Regions from separate parts of the Hordeum vulgare genome. Here region 1 is linked to region 2. The links are chromatin contacts, called in public Hi-C maps. All regions are on one chromosome and are shown on one strand. Each heading gives the region's core, a stretch centred on a gene start, on an enhancer-like site or on the middle of the called end of the contact. The rest is flanking DNA. Distances are from core to core; before and after follow the strand shown. Region 1 holds the start of LOC123401000 (armadillo repeat-containing protein 6). Region 2 holds the start of LOC123403859 (presequence protease 1, chloroplastic/mitochondrial-like).

What was found. A called contact is a pair of places that touch in the nucleus more often than the background predicts.
Region 1: a contact with region 2 is called in a Hi-C map of seedling, with 4 times the contacts expected there. The contact joins the promoter of LOC123401000 here to the promoter of LOC123403859 in region 2. A contact is called at or near these places in 4 of 6 Hi-C or Micro-C datasets (leaf and seedling) and 1 of 1 datasets of contacts at active chromatin or transcription factors (embryo).

What each region holds. Positions count from the first base shown.
Region 1 is chr6H:512,556,833-512,563,746 of MorexV3_pseudomolecules_assembly, forward strand. It overlaps LOC123401000 (armadillo repeat-containing protein 6), which reads left to right and starts at 4,265. Exons shown (of 8, transcript XM_045094716.1): 1 at 4,265-4,470; 2 at 4,563-4,856; 3 at 5,030-5,313; 4 at 6,034-6,162; 5 at 6,613-6,735; 6 at 6,850-6,914. The coding sequence starts at 4,338.
Region 2 is chr6H:512,209,342-512,216,853 of MorexV3_pseudomolecules_assembly, forward strand. LOC123403859 (presequence protease 1, chloroplastic/mitochondrial-like) reads right to left here and starts at 4,810. Exons shown (of 19, transcript XM_045097778.1): 1 at 4,334-4,810; 2 at 3,844-4,024; 3 at 3,510-3,684; 4 at 3,287-3,419; 5 at 3,108-3,178; 6 at 2,453-2,536; 7 at 2,058-2,148; 8 at 1,410-1,930; 9 at 1,161-1,325; 10 at 855-1,073. The coding sequence starts at 4,616.

The DNA.
Region 1 (6,914 bases), core at 3,015-5,514, 350 kb after region 2:
CACCAAAAGTTAGTGACTAACTTTATGGCCTGTCGATTTCAAGAATCGAAATTTCTGAGTTTTGAAATCGATCTCACCGAGATTCAGAAATTGTCCTAGCTCATCATATTGGTACCACCGAGATTCCTATATCGGTCTCACCGAGATTCAAAACTTGCCACATTTAGTGCAACTTGGTACCACCAAGATTCATGTCGGTGTCACCGAGTTGGGCAATAATGTTGTAACAGTTGGATTTTGGGAGGTGCCTATATATACTCCTCCACCACCTCTCATTCACAGAGGAAGCACTCAGAACACACATACACTTGCCAAATTCATTTTTCTGAGCGAGAGCCACCTACTCATGTGTTGAGATCAATAGATTCCAATCCATCAATTATAACCTTGATCTCTAGCCTCCCCAAGTTGCTTTCCACCCAATCAATCTCTTCTACCCATGCCAAATATGTAAGAGAGTGATTGAGTGTTGATGAGACTATCTTTTGAAACACAAGAGCAAGGAGTTCATCGTTCTACCGCATCTATTACCTTTTGGAGAGTGGTGCCTCCTATATTGGTTAGGTGTCGCTTGGAGCCTCCTACTTCGTGTTGTGGAGTTAAACCAAGAAGTTTGTACATGCAAGGAGATCGTCTACTTCGTGAAGATCTACCCCGAGTGAGGCTAGTCATGTGTGGACGTAAGCCATGGTGGAATAGACAAGGACGCTTCTTCGTGGACCCCTTGTGGGTGGAGCCCTCTGTGGACTCTTGCAACCGTTACCCTCCATGGGTTGAAGTCTCCGTTAATGTGGATGTACGATAGCACCACCTATCGGAACCACGCCAAAAATCATCGTGTCCATCCTTGCATTAGATCTTCCTAAACTCTACTCCTTACTTACATGTGCAATGTCTTTACTTTCTGTTTCCATATATGTTGACTAGCATGTGTAGGGTGCACTAGACTTGTTAGAATTGCTAAAATCTGCCAACCATTAAAATTGGGAAAAGGCTAGGATTTAATTTTTGTCAAGTAGTCTATTCACCCCCCCCCCCTCTCTAGATATCCCTTCTAGCAATCCAACACGATTCAGTGAAAAATCCATATGCACATGTGAAATCATAAATGGTAAAATAAAGATTCCTAGTCTTGCCTCTAAGAATGGCTCAAGTGTTGTTAGTGGTCAAGTTTTCCGGATCTTAGCATATAAATTAAGTGTAAGGTCCTAAAATTATATCGAGAGTATGACGTTAGAAGAGCGATCATATTGAATCGAGCCAAACTTGTTTGTTATACTTTGAGATGATATCCTCTAAATTTAATTGTTATAACATGGAGTGTCAACATGCTTTTATGTTCCTTAGACCATGAGAGTATCGTAGTCACTTCTTTCCGTCTGATGAGCTTTGGGGTTGCTCAAACGTCATCTGTAACTAGGTGATTATGATGACAACTTACATGTTCGTTGGAAAGTTTGACAAGAGATTAGATAGCTCGAGACTGGGATTTTCTCCTCCGACGATGGATATATATTCGTTGGACCCTCTCGGTGTGATGACATACGTCATCGTGTGGCCAGACATAGATGACTATGTCACAGGGATGCCGAAACACATCAACGAGAAATAAGAACAAAACTAGTCACGAGTACAATGGTATAGTGAAGATGTGAATGACTCAAGAGGATAATGATGCATCTCGGGTTTTGTAAAGTATTGCGAAGCAAAGGTAATATCACATGATAACCAAAGTTTCACTCAAATACCATTCATGTACTCATAGGGATCGATATGGGCGTCCAAGGTTCCGCTATCGATCATTGAACGAAGGAGTTTCATTCATGTCTATGAGTTATCGAACCTACAGGGTCAAAATATTAAGTTAATCATGATCTTCTGGGTGTTAGTAGGATAGGAGTAATGAGAACATATTTTTGAACTTATTTCATTAATACTCAAAATAGTTTCGAGAGGATTCAGAAGCGTTTCGAGGTCACCAGAAGGGTTTCATAGGTTATCGAAAATAATATATAGGTGCAAAATGTTTTCGGTGATGTTAAATTATATATAAAAGGGTCTAATAATTATTAAAAGGATTTTATAAATAATTAAATATCGACGGGCCTTAAAAGGCCAAGAGGTGTAAGGCAACTTGGGCCACGAGGGCCCAAGTGAAGTGGGCCCCCCTCCCTTTTCCTTGTGGGGGGCGAATTAGAGTGGGGGAGAAGTCCAACTCCTCCTCCTTGCTCGGCACCCCAAGGATGGACTTTCCCCTCCTTGATGGCAGCCCCTCCACTGCCCTCTAATCTATGGCCATGTTTGGAACCACAATAGATTATGATAATCTGGATTATGAAGATAGATTATATAATCTGGTTTATAAAAATAATCTAGGTGGACATGTTTGGAGGCCAGATTATATAAAGTGTAATCCAGGTTTTACATTGCATAATGACTTGTGTGCCCTCTGTTTTTTTTTAAAAGAGGAGGGTGGTGGTGGTAGGAATGTAATTAACTCCAACTTTACAAGGGTAATGGGTCATTAGCAATCCATAATCTGATTTTAGCTGGGGTAGAGTAGATTATGAGTTTTTAATAATCTGACCATCTAGTTTTTATAATCTACACCATAATCTGTCCTATTTGGAGACAGATATTATAAAAACTGGATTATATAATCTGAGTGGTTCCAAACAGGGCCTATATATACTTGAGGCATTGGCTCTATTGTTTACACAAGTTCTGGAGTCTCCTCTAGTTCATCTAGTTCTAGTTTTAATTGGTCATAGTTGACTAACTAGAGCTAGACATAGTTCCTCTAATCCTCATAAGAAGTCTAGTGTGGTTCTAATCTCCTCACTCTAATTCTCTGGCGACGATAAGCTCTGGACGGCGAAGCGCTGCCGGACCATGAAGAACGTACGCTTGCAACCAAGTAGAGAGGTCGTGCTTTCGGTCGTCAGTTCGAGAGATCGTTTGTGGGCGGTTCGTGAGATCGTTCATCTACGGTTCAAGGAACTTCATCAACGATCTACACCGTCTCGTCTTCTTTCGCTTCAACTCGGAGTCGATAACAACCCGATCCCAACCGTTCATTGCATCTTCACAGTGTTCCTGATTGATTGTAGGACGGTTTTTTGTTTTGTTTTTTACTATGTTTCCTAACACTAAGTTCATTTCCAATGAGGACCCTCAAACCACCCCGCATGTGTATGTAACTCATGCATGGCGCACTAGACCCTCTTGGGTGTATTTTCCAACATCTCCGCTACCACTGGCCTATTTGACATGAGTTTACCTATAGCCCGAGGATCTATCCGCTTACTCCACGCTCCCTTCTTCCCTAACTTCACCCCTCCCCCCTTCTCCGCGACCGACGACGTCATTTTCTTCATCAGTTCTTCAACTACCTCCATCGCCATGGCATCCCACTGAAACTCTAAGATTCTCGACGGCTTTGCAGTGGGTATTACGACCGCGTGGTGGCGACCCAAGGGGGAGGTAGTGAGGTGGATTAGGTGTTGGATGATCTAGAGTTGGTGCCACCTCAAACTTGTGAACTGGGTTTGGGCAGAAGGTATGGGTTTTTTGGTGGATCGTGATGTTCTCGTCGCATCGATCTGGTTTTGAGTGATAGGTTAGTCAGAAGGATGAGCGCCGAGATCTGGACGAGGATCAACCTCGCTGACAAAAAAACATGAGTCGTCAAGGAAACCCTTCGCGCCAGGCCTCGAGTGACCTCAACTATTATTTTTATTATTGTTGTGATGATGTGCTAGGTGTGCGAGCGTCGATAGGTGGGCAAAATTAACAAATTTAACCCAAAAGCCAAAATATTTCACAAACTAAACTATGTTTGGAAAAAATTCACTCAGCTGACACTTTTGTGTGGCGCCGACAGTCGGGCGTCACACTACATTGTGTGACGCCTTTGTCTTAGGCGCCACACCGTGTAGTGTGGCGCCGATGCCTTAGGCGTCACACTAGGTCTCAGACGTCACACAACGTAGTATCGGGCGCCACACAGTGTAGTGTGACGCCTAAGACAAATGCGTCACACAAAAGGGTCAGGTGGGTGAAAAATATTCAAACATAGTTCAGTGTGTGCATTAGTTTGGTTTTTGGGTCAAAAAAATTCATTTTGCCTCGATAGGTGTGGGGTGTCTTGCCTTTGGACAATCTTAAGCGTTGAATTTCGTTTGGATGGCTGATACGTGGGCGCATGTTGCGGCGTGACCAGTTGCCCTGATATCTGTCCGAGGGGAGCGGAAACCCCACACCAAACCCTTCTTCTCCCCACTCTTCCATCTGTTCACTCCGCAGTCCGCACCGAAAAACAACAAGCGGGGCAGGAAATGGCGATCGCGATCTCGCAGGAGGCCTTTGACGACATGGTCCGGGAGAACATGGAAGACCTGGGAATGGACCCCGAAGAGGCCCTCGCCGACGCCGTAGACGCCCTCACCCTCCAGGGCGCCAACCTCTCCGGTACTCACGAACTCCTCCCCATCCTCTCCAGGGCTTCAGATCTCCTATCTCTCTTGCACGCGGTGAACTGAGCCTCTCACCGCATCCTGCAGGGATCATCAGACGCGTGCCTGGGGACGCCTCAGCGGAGGAGGTGAACCCGGTGATGCGGGTGCTGGACGAGCTGAAGGCCTCCTCCAGCGGCAGGTCGGGGGAGGATCTTGATAGGCTGGCCCCTTTGCTCGACGAGTTGCTCGAGCTGTGCTCCGGCGAGGGGGCGGAGAATGCGGCCGTGGCGGCGCGGAACGGCGGCGTGGAGGCGCTCGTCGCCCTGTGCTCGTCGGCTGGGGTTAAGCAGGAGAGGCTGCTTGCTTCGGGCTTGAAGGCGCTGAGCTCCCTGATCCGTGGTATGTTGCTGCCTCCGCGAATGTTCTTTGATAGGAGGATGTTCTATTGACTTTGCGTTCCAGACTCCAGAGGATAGATGTGAGGGTTTTAATTTTCTCCATATGATCTAGCCATCTACCAGAACAGCATTCTCTTTTCGTTGTCTGACATTTGGGGATGAACTAATCTGTAGATGTGGGGAGTACTGAGAAATTCAGGCAAAGCCAAGGGCCCAAAATTGTCATGGATATCTTGAATGGAGCATTGGAAAATACAGATGTACTGGATGGTGGTTTTGGTGTCGTGGCAATGGCATCTGCTGGCAATGAAGTTGTGAAAGATGCCTTCATGGACTTGAAGGTCGATGAACTCATTCTGGAGGTTATGAGGAACAAATCGAATAGTAAAGTGCAAAGCGTGTATGATGCCATACGTGTTCTTCTGACACCTGATGATAACCGAGTGGTGGCTTCTCAAGTATGTCCTATGTGCTTGTAGAATTATGTCAATACTTACCCTAATTTTACATTAACAAGTGCATCATTTTGGTTTGCACATTTGTTACTCGGTTTGAATTTGATACTCATGAAATTAGTTTACCGGAGATAAATCCATATGGGGAAATTTGATTGAGTTATAATAAAGTGTTGTCTGTATGAGATGCATAGTAGGCTAAATTAGGTGTTAAAATATAAATTTGGTAGCTTTATTTTAACTGCAATCCAGCATGATGTATAAATAGTGGTGGACGTCTCAATGTAGTTAGATTTCGTATCCACAACAACAACAACAAAGCCTTTAGTCCCAAACAAGTTGGGGTAGGCTAGAGGTGAAACTCATAAGATCGTATCCGTAGGAAAATATTGACATGAACTTTTGGTGATGGTTAGATACTAGACAGAATGTTCACAAAAAATAATAGTAGCTAACTTGGTATCACATGGTTTCATATTTTGAACATTCTGGTTTCTCAATGTCATCAGCACATGTACATCTTGCATTCTTGCTTGCAAGTTGACACTGCAATTTACTTATATATCACCCGATGCATCCCGATGCATTTGATTTTAATATGTTCAGTTTATGACTTCATTATAAACTCATGTACCTTAATAATTTGTCTGTTAAGGAATTAGGCCTTCTTGTATGAATGAAGTTTGGATCCAAAGAGATGAGATTGACAGACTTGTGATGCAGGTATATGGATATTCACGGAAATTTGCAGAAATTGGCGTCGCAGAAGTTCTTGTCATCGCACTCCGCAAGCAAGTTGCTCCATCCAGCTTACCATCAGCTTGTGCTGCTTTGAAAGCAATTGCTGTTAATGTAAGAATAAACTATGATATATGCGTATCCCATATATGATACTTAAAACGTTTTTTTTTGTTATGGTTTCAATTTCTGCAGTAGTGAGGCTCCATTTTTCATGAGGCAATTTTTGGTATCATCAGTTTTAAACTTTATTTGGCCAGTAGAATATGAATTGCAGGCAACTAGAACATGAAAAGCTTGATGTTCATAAAATTTCCGACATGTTATTGTTCTTCCTTTTACTTATGGTCCTGCGTATGAAAAACTTATTTCCTACTCCCTCCGTCCCAAAATAAGTGTCTTAAGCTTAGTACAAATTTATACTAAAATTAATACAAAGTTAAGACAGTTATTTTGGGACGGGGGGAGTATATGCCTATATGGAATTGTGATAACAAATAAAACAAGTCATTTACCCTGAATGCTTTGAGAACCTCACCATCTTTAGTTCTTGTGTCACCACAGGAAGAAATATGCCGGTCCATATCTGAAAATGGTGGGATTGATGTCCTTCTTAAGTGCATCGATGAGGCTGGCGTACAGAAGAACAAAGTTATAGCAAAATCTTGCTGCTCTTTGCTGTCTAAGGTATGGTAGTATGGCACAGCACTGCAATATTACTGTGCCGCAGGAATCCCTTCTTTTTCTATGAGAAAAATCCTACTTTGATTAAATCAAACTTACATCACATTCTTCTTGAAGCTGGCTGGAAGTGATGCAAACAAGGCCAATATCATTCAGCAAGATGGTTTTGATAAGTTCTTGAC
Region 2 (7,512 bases), core at 3,560-6,059:
TCTATATACTAATGCCTAGTTTTGCTGAACTCCAGATTAAATTCTAGGATATAGAGATTGAATATAATCCTAAAAGTTTTAGAATCTTAGATTGATAACTTTGAACTTTGGTCTACAAATAGCAGAACATGTAGCTTCTGACCAATTTACAGGACAGAATCTGTAACTCCAGATCTCTTGTTCAGTCAGGCAACCAATGAGCATGTCTGGTAAGGAGGCTATTTGCCAGTCTCTAGTTAGCTTTTGCTGTGGTGACAAATATTGTTTATGGAAGTTACCTAAACTGAACAAAGGACACTTTGTGTCAACACACAGTCAGATTTTCCTTTTTCTGCAAGCAAGGTTTGGGAGAGGAGGAAGGAGGATGACAGACCACATCACCATGTCACCACATATCAACTCCACCTCCTAGGAGGATTGTAACTTCAAACTCTCTCTTTTCAATGAAATGAAACGCAAAGGTCCTTTGTATTTTCTCGAAGAAAAAAAACTCTATCAGACACTATTAGTAGTTAATATATTACATTGCAAACAAGTTCTGATCAGTAGTCTTAACTCTTGCAAATGCTAGATTGTTTGAGTGGGAAACATCACAGCAGCCAAATCAATAGCTAAAAAACAAAGCACTTTGCTAAATAGTGCAGAGCCAGAAAAAATTCACTGAACTTTGACCTATGTGAGCAGGCCTCTGGTTCCTTTCCCAATCAGGATCTGGAAAACTAAGAACTGACACGGTCCAACTACATAATGAAGTAGAATTCATATTTACCATAGCTCAACTTGACCGAGAATTTTGAGCCAACCTACCCTAATACTTTCAGCCGATGTAGAGATAGTGTAGGTCAAAGAATTACCTCTATTGGCACATGAATAGGCTTTTTAGGGATATCTTGTAGCGACAGGCTAGGAACAGCTTTGAGAGCTTCTGGAGGATCTGGAGTCTCTTGTTTGTCCTTCAGCTCCTTTGTAGCACGTGCCAACTCTGCAAGATCCTCCTGAGTCATGCTAGATTTTACTTGTTTCAAAATTTCTTTCTCAGCGGCTTCATCACGTGAAGCTTTCTCAGGATCAGGCTGCACAACAAAGTATTGAATTTTAAGAGGTCACAACAAGAAGGCTCATTTCATGTAGAACTCTCGGGTGGAAGGTTCTCTACAAACCTGCATTTCAACTGTCACACGATGCACATTGTTCAAAATATATTTTTCAATGAGCGGGGAGAATACTGCTTTGGATCCCTTCTCAGCAATGCGTGCTTTGAGTTGCTGCAATGGCTGTTCATATTTCAGAGGCTCGAAAGGGTCCATATCATATATCCATTTTCCCTGCAAAAAAAATTAAGTTGAAGAAAATATTAATATGCCCAACATTTTTGTCTGTTTCTTTTTTACATATCACGAATCTCATACCATCGAACGAAGCATTAGTGACAGCCCTCGGGGAAATGATCCCGTGTTATTCTCCCTGAGAGAGAATTCGATCGTGTTCATAGATGCTTCCACTGCTTCTGGTGCAAATCCCTCCTCTGCCAAATTCTTCAAAATTTGCATAACCAGCTCTTCAACCTTCTCAATGTTATCCTCAGATACACCTTTCAAGCCTATACTGAACTGTGGTTGAAGAAGCTCATCCTCAACACCACCTCCCACAATAGCCTCTCCTAAACCACTTTCAAGAAGAATTCTTCTAAGTGGTGAAGCAGGAGTCCCCAGCAACAGATGATCCAGGAAACCAAGTGCAAGCTCAGTTTCTACATCCAGTGGCTCCTCTGACAAGAGCCAATTAGTGCAAACCATATATTTCTTTTTCAAATCACCTTCCTGGCCAGCAGGATACTTCTCTGCAATCCTCACTGGTTCTTTGAAAAGCCTCTGAGGCATAACCTTTGATTCATTACGAGCAGGGCTGGCTTCAAACAGGTCAAGGTATTCTACAGAAGAGAGGCAAGATAAGAAAGAAAAAAAATGGCATCGGAGAAAAGGAAAAGGAAATACAACCAAATGCTCAAAAAACAACCCTGTGAATAAGCACGACTAACTACTATATGGACACATTACCACTTAGAATACGTAGTCGCTCTTTTGTGTCATCATCGCCGTAAAACCAGATCCTAGCATTGCTCGGATGATAGAACTTCCTGTGGAACTCCTAAACATATGACACCAAAAGGTTGGGATCAAATTTGAAGAAAATAATTAACCAATGCTAGTTGGTCCACTAAGAAAAAAGGACTCAATGGTCTCAGAAGCAATTCCTCTTTTACTTTCCAATAAAAAATCACTGGAACTTATAGTTTTATAAAGGAGCAAAATGACAAATTAAGTATCATATCATGGTACCCAACATCTAAAATTGCAGAAGACATCACATAATCTTGAAAGTGTTTGCAAATAAGAGCAAATGACAAATTAATTATCATTTCACGAAAATAGAAAAATTGAACTGAGGAAACCTTGAATTCTTCGAAAGTAAGGTTTGGGATTTCATTTGGGTCCCCACCACTATCCACACCATACGTGTTATCAGGAGAAAGTGCCTGTAGAAAGCTCAAATGTGTTAGGTACTCTTGTAGCAATTGGCATCTATAATAATGATAAGAGAAACTCACAAAAAGAACTGGAATCTGATGAGAACAGCCAAAGGGGTATTCATAACTGGACTATTAGCACAAACTAATAAACCAGGAAGCATCAACTATAGAAGGATAGACTAGAGACAGTTGAAACTACAACTTGCTAATGTACAGGTGGAACTGCAACAGCAATCAGAAAGCGGAATGGATGCAGGTGGAAATGCAACGGCCTGGACCCTGTGCATGTCAATTCTTAGATAAGCAGCTCCTCATGAAAAAGGTGTGCAGTTTGTCAAGCCTGGATTTAGTCCTAACTGATGAAACTATACAGAGATTGACCAAAGTTTGAATCATCTATAGGGTAAAAATAATCATAGGAATGGATGTGTTGAAAAGATTCTGAACACATCAGAATAACAAAGAAGGTGATCCTAGTGCACTATCATGCAAAGGATAATAAAAGTAACACACAAGCAAAAACTCCGACTGAACTAAAAGTTACAGAGTGAAAAACGAAATCGAACAAATCGCTAACCTGTTGAGACACACGCCCCATTATGTTATCAGGTTGAGAGTAGACTCCTTTCATCTCGTTGAAGACAACACCTACAGTCACATGTTGAAGGATTGCATTCAGGTACTTTTTGAGGAATGATCAGGCCTAGCTCACATACAAATGTGTTTGCTTCATTAAAATAGCCTGAGTAATCAAACCTTTGTAGGATATCTCTTCTTCGGGATTATTAAGCTCATAATGCCAACCTTCCTGTTGAAATGTTTGGAAGTCCTCGACACACTTAGGGAAAAACACAGCATCAAGGTATACATCAACCAAGTTATAGAAATCCTGCAAGGCAACAACAGAAATGATGATAATGCTAAAAAGAGGTCGTGCTGAATAAATGACTGAAGCAAATCAGTGACTAATAGGTGTCACCTTGGTGTTTGTTGATGCAACTGGATAACACGTCCGATCCGGATAGGTGAACGCATTCAGGAAAGTATGCAGACTACCCTTTAAAAGCTCAACAAATGGCTCTTTCAAAGGGTACTTTCTCGATCCACAGAGAACGCTATGCTCAAGAATGTGAGGTATGCCAGTCGAATTTTTCCTGGTAATAAAGGAAACTTATTCAGAAACCCCATAACAGCTTGCATGCAGTAATATGTTCTTTGCGTCTTTCCTATCTGTGAATAAGTTTCCCTGCTTTGTTTTTTGCACGGTAGTATACCATCAACAATCCCACGAGGCAAGGATTAGGCGCACTTACGGAGGGGTACGGAATACAATGCCGAACACTTTGTTCTCGTCGTCGTTTGCCACGGACATCACTTCTGCGCCTGTCTTCTTGTGCTTGTAGAGAACAGCAGCTGATTTGCACTCGTCTATGACTTGTTCAGATACCTTTTCAAAGCCTAGCGTTGCCGCATACTCATGGACATCGTCGGTGTCTGCTTACGGGATAATGAAAAAAGGTCATGCGCCTGGCACATCCATTCTCGAACTACAACTTTTATCATAGCCCCAACAGAGGTTACTCGAATAACAAGCAGTGTATCTCCAGCCATCCCATAACAAATTAACGAGCGGAGCAGCATACAGATGCGGAGATCCGAGACTCAACGCAATGCAACCTTTAGACCATTATTACCAACGGGCTATGCACCTAGACGCTACTAGAGACATGGAAACTGCAGGTGAAACAGTACATAAGCAGAGGTTAGTATTGGCACACGGACGGGTTGGGGCAAAAGGCTCACCGCTGGGCACAGGGGAGGGCGAGGTGGAGACGGCGGGGACGGAGAGGCGCCTCGCGAGGCCGGGCGCGGTGAGCGGCCAGTACCGCCCCGCGGAGTGCAGGTGCAGCGGCGCGGCCGCGGCCAGGAGGCGCGACGAGCCGCCGGGCGACGAGAATGAGGAGGAGGAGGAGGACAAGCGGCGACGCGGCGCGGAGGAGGTGGCGGCGGGCACGAGGGGCCTGGGCCTGCCGCAGCGCTGGAGGAGGCGGCGGCCGGAGGTGCGGAGCAGCGCCACCCGCTCCATGGCGTAGGTGTCCAGCTTGCCGTCGGCTCTGGCTGGGGTTTGCCTTTGCCTGCGGGGGTGGGTTGGATTGGAGGAGGGGGCAAGGCAGACGTGGCGGCGTGGTAGCTCGATTCGATCGATGCGGTGCGGCTAGGCTAGGCTGAAGGCTCCCTGGTGCTGGGCTTTTTTTCTCTGGGGTTTTTGCCTGCTTGCTTGGGCTGGAAGAAGAAGGAGGCGAGGAGGAAAATCCCTGGTTTTTTTAGCTCGGTCGATTTTCGACGTGGGGGAAAAAATCGTGTGGTTGAGGGGGCTGTGAGAGTGAGCTGTGGTGCACGCGTTTGAAACCTTGGCGTTTTATGGACGTGTTTGTAGCGTGTACACTGGAGAGGCCTGGAGCTTTGCAACTCTTGGTTGGATTTTTCGGTGCAACGTGTCCATTCAATGTCTGGCCCGGTCTGGAGTGTGGAGATGCTGGACTACAAAGTTCATGTTTCCTGGTCTAAAACGAAAGGGAGCTCCTGCTTGACGCCTTGTGCGCGCTAGGAAACATAACTGGCGCTCACACGCGTCTAAAGCCGGGCGCCCCTCGCCTCGTTCGTTTGGTCGGGCCGATCTGTCAATCGGTGGACCGTTTGACTATTGACTTTCGCAGAAAACTTAATTTGAAAATTAAGAATTGGAAGGAAATATTGAAAAAGTTGAGAAATTGAAAAAATAGGAAAAAATGCGGATTTTAAAAAAAGTTCATGGATTTTAAAAGTTTCATGAATTCAGAAATGTTCACATGTTTGAAATATGTCCATAAATTTGATAGTTTTTCATGAATTTGAAAAAATCCATATATTTCAGAAAAAAAACACAAATTTGAAAGAAAAACATGGATTTGAAAAAAACAAGGATCATGCAAATTTGAAATTTGTTCATGAGTTTTTCTAAACGAATGTTAAAATTTTAACAAATTCAAAATTTTCAGAATTTTGTGAAGAAGTTATGAATAAATAAATACAATTTAGAAAACGAGAAGAAGGGAAAAGGGAAAAATGAGGAAAAATAAAAAAGCAAACAAAAAACCGACAAAAGAAAGACAAAAACAGTTCAAAAGCTTCTAGAAGCTTCACAAAACCAAAAGTGTGCCACAGATTACATTATGGGGCCTTTTACAACAATACTAGCGATATAAGATGGGACGGCCCATTTGCGTAGGAGGGGGTGTACGCCACTTGGTGAAAATGCTTAGAAATAGTGCTTAAGGCGCCAAATAGAGTTTGGGAAAACAAAATAGGAAGAAAGAACAATACCACCGAACTTTTTGATACATCGGGGGAGACTAGGATCTGCCATTGGGTGGGATCAATAAGATCAATCTTTTTAAGATAAAAAAAACATGTTTAAAATTTCTGATTAATATATGGAGACTCACATCCATGTTTCTTGTACAATCTCAAAAAGTTTCAGCTCCTAATTGGAACTACCCTTAGAGAACTAAAAGAGACATAATTGAATATGAATAGTGTCAAATACTACCATCCACCCAAAGTTGATACTATTCAAATACTACTATTCACCCATAGTTGGCACTATTCATAGCCGAGTTTATCTTTTTTGAATCTCTAATTGTACGTCAAGTTTAGCTGATTTTTTGCAGTGGTACACATACATGGAGATATGTTGTAAAAAATGAAAAAAAAAATGAATTTTGCAGTTGATCCTACGATCTCATCTAAAGGGCAAATCCTACTGGCCTTCCCTTTATCATTGAGCCTATTGCGGAATGGCTGTTGAGTTGCATGTCTCATTCCTGCCCATTAGAAGGTGGATTGACCTTCTGTCTACTCGTTGATACTATACATCGCTTACTGTAGATGAAACTCGCGTTCGCTTAAAGAAAAATCGCTTTGGGCCGGGGGTTTTCTTTTCCATTTATAGAAATACATCTTGACTTTTTTTAACATGCATTGGACATTTTCAGTATGCAAATTGAATATTTCTTTTAAATGTTACTAACGTTTCTTGTATGTTATGAAAAATTGTTTTAGATTTCAGGCACATTTGTTTAAAATGACAAAAAACATATTTTTGAACATATGGAAAAAAATACATATTACACGAAGATTTTTTTCTGAATTCATGAAGATTTTTAAAACAATTTCATGATAAAATAATTAATGTGTGAACATTTTTTAGATGTGACGGATAGTTTTTTTAATGGTACAAACTTTTTAAAAAAATGCGGAAGCAACGTTTTTACATTACATTGGCAATGTTTATGTGCGCTAATTAATTATTTTTTTGAAGTTTGAAAAATAAAAACAGAAAATAGAAAATTCAGCGTTTTGGGTGTTGCTCACTTTTTCTTTCTTTGATGGAAGCTTGTTGCTTGTCACTGAAAGGAGACATGCGGGTTTGGCCCATGTTGGCCTTGACTTGGTAAGACAATCTTGTGATAATGTCGTCACATAATACATAATCGCAGCTAAAAATGGTGTAGGATAGGAATATTTTAGTCTTATCTTTGGAAACATTGCCTTGGTAAGACAATATTATGATGGGACTCTTTTAGTCTTATCTTTGGTAACTAGATATACCTACACTTGTGATGATAGTATCTTAAATAAGTGAATGCAAGTCTTTTCTTTCACTTCTCTATCCTTTACTTTAACATTTATCTTACGTGACACTTATGAAGAAAGCACAATTGTATGTGCTCTTATGAATCGCTAAAGGCTAGGTACATGAGATCCCTTGTGTGATTACGGGAATTGCTTCACCTTGTAGTACTTATCACGCATGTCTGGTTATCTACATAGGTTTTTGCCCACTTGCATGAGTGGCTCAGTAGGGCATGTTTGAGCTAATATATGTTCTAGGTCATGTTGTGCATGTTGTTTGATTGCCTACAAGATGGAAGCTGCATCGG